Linked DNA regions of Danio rerio: region 2 is linked to region 1. Evidence: chromatin contacts called from public HiChIP or PLAC-seq data. All regions are on one chromosome and are shown on one strand. The core of a region is the stretch at or near the end of the contact, and the rest is flanking DNA. Distances in the headings are between cores, read along the strand shown. Region 1 holds the start of ptger2a (prostaglandin E receptor 2a (subtype EP2)). Region 2 holds the start of txndc16 (thioredoxin domain containing 16).

What was found. HiChIP or PLAC-seq counts read pairs in DNA pulled down with a chosen protein or histone mark.
Region 2: an H3K4me3 HiChIP or PLAC-seq map of embryo shows a contact between it and region 1, with 2.2 times the contacts expected there. The contact joins the promoter of txndc16 here to the promoter of ptger2a in region 1. A contact is called at or near these places in 2 of 4 datasets of contacts at active chromatin or transcription factors (caudal fin and embryo).

The regions. Positions count from the first base shown.
Region 1 is chr17:16,138,875-16,141,574 of GRCz12tu, forward strand. It overlaps ptger2a (prostaglandin E receptor 2a (subtype EP2)), which reads left to right and starts at 1,411. Exons shown (of 1, transcript NM_200635.1): 1 at 1,411-2,700. The coding sequence starts at 1,631. The coding sequence ends at 2,476.
Region 2 is chr17:16,216,854-16,219,553 of GRCz12tu, forward strand. It overlaps txndc16 (thioredoxin domain containing 16), which reads right to left and starts at 1,338. Exons shown (of 19, transcript XM_679925.8): 1 at 947-1,338; 2 at 691-773. The coding sequence starts at 1,088. gpr137c (G protein-coupled receptor 137c) reads left to right here and starts at 2,178. Exons shown (of 7, transcript NM_001007433.1): 1 at 2,178-2,700. The coding sequence starts at 2,460.

The DNA of each region.
Region 1 (2,700 bases), core at 161-2,660:
AATAAGTCTCTTTCTTTTTAATTTCTTTACGTTAAAATAGGATCCAAATCCCTCCCATTTTGAGGTCCAACGCAACATGATGTAGGAGTGCAGTTTCCCTGCCCCGAATTGATTGACAGACGCGTATTAACATGTCTCCGTTGTAACTTGTATAATCATATCAACAAGACAGGATGGGGATAACCAGGAATAAAAGATCTGTTAAAAGATCTGATGTTAACAAGAGTTTTACAAGTTTAACACGTTTTTAAAAAAGTGCATGTTTGTAATCATTTACAGCTATTTTACCGTCCTTACTTTTTAAACACAGCCGAATGTCAGTACAATTATAAAAGACGATGCTTCAATCGCGGTTTCAGGACGTTAAATCTTATTAATTTTGTACTTTGACATAACGAATATCCATACAGCAGTGTATATTAATGTGTATCCTGTCACATTTGCCGTGCAAAAACAGTGCAAATTTAAATGTGTGTATCTGTGTGTGTCCGTAAGCTTTGTAACGAAAATTTGTCACTTATCATGGCAGAAAGGCTTGAATTAACTTCACAACAAATACATCAAATAATCATTGCAAAAGTTCTTACTTTAGTATTTCTCACAAACGTTACGTGAGATCTGCTTCCTTCATATCTGTCACTGTGCTGTTTATCTGACGCAGCCGAGGCGGAGATTGAGGCACACTCTGACAGGCACGTGGGAACAGTGGGCCCCTAGTTTTAAACTACTATTAAAGGCACAGGCCACAAAAACAGCTACATTGTCATCAAAGCAGAAAATCCAATATTCTGAAAGGTATAATAAATAATCTGATGGGTGTTTTGAGCTGAAACTTTACAGACACATTCTAGAGACACAAAACACTTATCTTAAATCCTCAATCTTGGAAAAGGGGTGTAATAGGTGCCCTTTAATGTTTTTAAAATGTATTAGTCTTTCTTTTTGTTTTCAAATTATGTCTGTTATTTTTATATTACTTTTATTTCCATTTTTTTTTGTGGTATATTTCCTCATGCTGCATGATTTCCATTTTAAATGCTAATCTTAATCTGTGGCAAAAAAAAAGCAAAAATATTTTCCCTAAAAAAAATTTAGCCACCTAAATCACAAGTAACCCTTAAGAGGCCATTTAATCTGATTACCATAGTATGCAACTATAACAGCCACAGTAGTAGTAGAACTCACACCGTAGGGCTCTTTGGGACCCCAAACAGTCAGAAAGCAAATTCTCTACGCTTTTAAGGAAGCTCAAATTTCTCAACTCTGTGTCTGGATCAGCATATGTGTGTGTGTGACTGTGTGTGTGGGAGTGTGTTGAAGGTGGGGTCAAGACAATGACGTTGTTTCACCAACCAACAGCTCATTCAGCAGAGGAACTCATGGCTCATAGTGCATTCTCCACCGCCTCTCTGCATGGAGAGCATGGGGCAGACAAAGAGGCAAGTCTGCGGGACTCTAGAGGCTTTCAAAAGCACACCACATGCAGCTTGAAAATGAACCACCTTTGAGAGTTTCAAAAATTTGCATCAGGAAGAAAATGATCTGAATAAAGTTTTGCATGCTCTCAAACATGCCAACATCTTAAAGAGAAACATCCAAGTAGGTGTTTTGATAAAATCCAACTGCAGGAATGGGCACTGAAAATGGGACCTGTATTGACAGTGTGAATGTGGAGCAGAATGGGGGTCCAGCCATCAGTGCTTTGATGTTCGCAGCTGGAGCGATCGGGAACGTGCTTGCGCTGGTTCTCCTGGAGTTTCGGAGGAGGAAAGAAAAGAACCGGCAGCGGCAGTCTCTTTTCCATTTGTTGGTGACCACTTTGGTTATTACGGATCTAACGGGAACCTGTCTGACCAGTCCTGTGGTTCAAACGGCGTATTTGACCAACACCACATTGGTTGGGATGAGCAAGACTCATGCGGTGTGTGAGTATTTTGGATTTGCCATGACTTTCTTAAGTTTGGCCACACTTTCTATCCTCCTGGCGATGGCACTGGAAAGATGCATCTCCATCGGGTATCCGTATCACTACGGGAGGCACATCACCAAACGCTGCGGATACATCACCATCCCTTGTATTTATCTAGCCTGCTTTCTGTTCTGCCTGATGCCGTTTGCAGGGTTTGGGAAATATGTGCAATACTGTCCCGGGACCTGGTGTTTCATTGCCATGAATTCGGAGGAGATCGAAGACCGAGCGTATGCCAATGTTTACGCCACGGTGATGCTGTTTATTATGATCATTATAGTGGTGTGCAACTGTTTTGTGGTTTATCATCTGGTGCTGATGTACCGGAGGCGCAAGATGAACCGGGGTTCAGTGCAGACCAGGAGCAAAAGGAACAGGAGGTACTTCTCGTGGGCAGAGGAGGTGGAACATCTCATTCTTCTGGTCTTCATGACTGTCATCTTCGTCATTTGTTTCCTGCCGTTAATAGTAAGATTTATTGTATGTGATTGTAATGAAAGAAAATAACTACAGTTGAAGTCTGAATTATTAGCCCTCCTGAATTATTTGTCCCCTGTATATTTTTCCCCCAATTTCTGTTTAACAGAGAGCAGATTTTTTCAACACATTTCTAAACGTAATAGTTTTAATAATTAATTTCAAATAACCGATTTCTTTTATCTTTGCCATGATGACAGTAAATAATATTTTACAAATTATTTTTCAAGACACTAGTATTCAGCTTAAAGGGC
Region 2 (2,700 bases), core at 88-2,587, 78 kb after region 1:
AAAAAGACTTGAGGCTGTAATTGCTGCCAAAGGTGCATCAACAAAGTATTGAGCAAAGGCTGTGAATCCTTATGTACATGTGATTTTCCAGTTTTTTTTATTTCTAATAAATTTGCAACAAATTCAAAAAAATATTTTTCACATTGTTATTACGGGGTATTGTGTGTAGAATTTTGGGGAATTAAATTTAATCAAATTTGGAATGAGGCAGTAACATTAAAAAATGTGGAAAAAGTGAAGCGTTATGAATACGGACTGTATGTTTTTTTTTTTTTAACAAAAAAATAGAATTTAAAATGTAAATTCCCAAAAATGTAAATTTACCCACCCTCGAGGGGTTATAAACCATTATGAGATTCTGTTTTCTGTTGAACAATAAAAAAGATATTTTGAAGAAAGCTAAAAACCTGTAACCTTCCTTAGTAGGCAAAAATATACATTATGTAAGTCAATGGCTACAGGCTTTCAGCTTTCTTCAAACTATCCTCTTTTGTGTTTAATAGAAAAAAAAACTCAAACAAGTTTGGAACAAGCAAATGGAAAGTAAATGATGACAGAATTTTCAGTTTTTGGGTGAACCACCCCTTTAGGTTGCATTGAAGTTATTGCAGCTGGGTCAGCCATTATGTAGCAAAATAACATAATAAAAACTACAAAAAATATATTCCTATGCACATATTTTCTGCTCACCATTACAACAGCTATCCCATAGTCCTCTAGAGCATCAGCTGACATCTGGAGCTGCTCTATGAACAGTTCTATGGTTGGATTGACTGCAAGCAGATACAGATGTTATGTAATAGACTTTAAAAATTAACTTTAAAAGATTTTGACACCTCAAATCTACTGACTCAGCAAATACTGTTCTGTGCTGATGTGATTAATGACTCTTGCTTAGACCTGCAAATTATAATAACTGTTCTGTAATCATTTAACAGAGTCTCACCATGATTTCCAAAGTATATAAAGGATGTTTTCCCAGTTTGCATCCTCTCCATGAGGTTCTGGCCGGAGTCTTCCATCAGTTTTGAGAAACATTGTTCTGCTGTTAGGATGAACACAAACGTGACCAAATATACGGTGCACATGGTGCAACATTTACACTGTATGTACTTTACATCTATTTATATTAGTTCATAATTAGGATGTGCAAAAATAAGACGTTCATATCCCATCAAAACCGTTCGCTTGTTCTGTTACCGAACGCATCCCCACATCTTCCAAAACTTAAAATACAAACAAAAAATGCAGCCTTTTAGCAAATACATTAGGTTAATAATGATTTCAGATCAGTGTTGTAAATGTAACGAGTTCTACTACATCCTCAAACACTAAAACAACATGCGCAAACGTCGTCCAATCAAATATGAGAGGAGGGATTAACCGTGTCCTGAATACCAACCAGAAAGCTCAAAGTGAAAAGTTAGAACCAATAAGAATAAAGTAGGCGGAAGGATCTTGGCTCATCGGTAGCAGCCTTTTGAAACGGCGGTCATTTTGGCTCACAATATCTGTTTTTATTGGGATTCGCCACAATTTTAACTGAGAGCCAACATGACTACTAAAGCGCGTCAGTTTCCACGTTCTTCTTATTAGCCCAACATTTGATTTTCTTTTTACACAGTTGTTTTTCTTTACTCTGTGGGACCTGCCTTGCATATTTTTGTGATTTTTTCCTTTTATTTATTAGTCTTTATGCCTTGCATAAATATCCTTCAATAATTTATTACATGTATCAATATTATACCCGCGTCACTTTATTAAAAAATATATTATTTTTCACACCGCTATTTAATTGACAAACCAAACTACTGTATAGCTTACATGAAAAACAAACAAGCGCAAACGTCTAAGCAAATAAGCGGTATTGAAAACAACAATGCTGATTGTTTGAAAATTAAAAACGCACAGAGGCAGGACACCTAAAAAGACAAATGATTGGTTTGTCAAAAAAGTAGGAGGGGAGTAGCTCGGTCGTCAGCGAACGTACTTGAAAAGCCTATCATTTTGGCTCGAATGCGACAGAATTTTTCCATTCAGCGCTATTCAGCTGAGAGCCAACATGGCGAAACAGGCGCGTCAAATTCTAGCTCGCTCCTATTGGTCAGTAGGAGGGGCCAAATCTGCAACGCTAGCCAGCTGATCGCTTTTTTTTCCAAGCTCCAGAGTTGGTTTTTCTTAGGTCGGAGGGAGCTGCCTTGCAGAGATTGGGGGCTCTGCTGTTTTTTAATTACTTGTTTTCCCAATTTTTGGTTACAAACATCTGAGAATTGTTTTAAAGTCTGTTCAATACGATAATAACTTAGGGTAGGCTGTAGTTTTATTATTTTCCGCTCATGTGTCATTTGTAATTAAGTTTGACGTTTTTCAGTGTTTGTATCATTTCAAAACATCTCCATGAAAAGTTTTGGACAACTCGTTTTGGATAAGTCGGCGTGATAGCGAGCCATCGTGTCGATATGTTGTTTTTACTAGAAAACCAGGTCAGTGTCAGTGTTTGGACGGACTCATCCTCATCATCCTCCGCCGAACTGATCCAGGCTGCGGTTCCCCCGTCCGTGCAGCTCGGTCTCACTGTTCTCTACACGGTTTTGTATTCGCTCCTCTTCGTGTTTGTTTACCTGCAGCTCTGGTTGATTCTGCACTACGGACACAAACGCTTCAGCTACCAGAGTGTTTTTCTCTTTCTGTGTTTGCTCT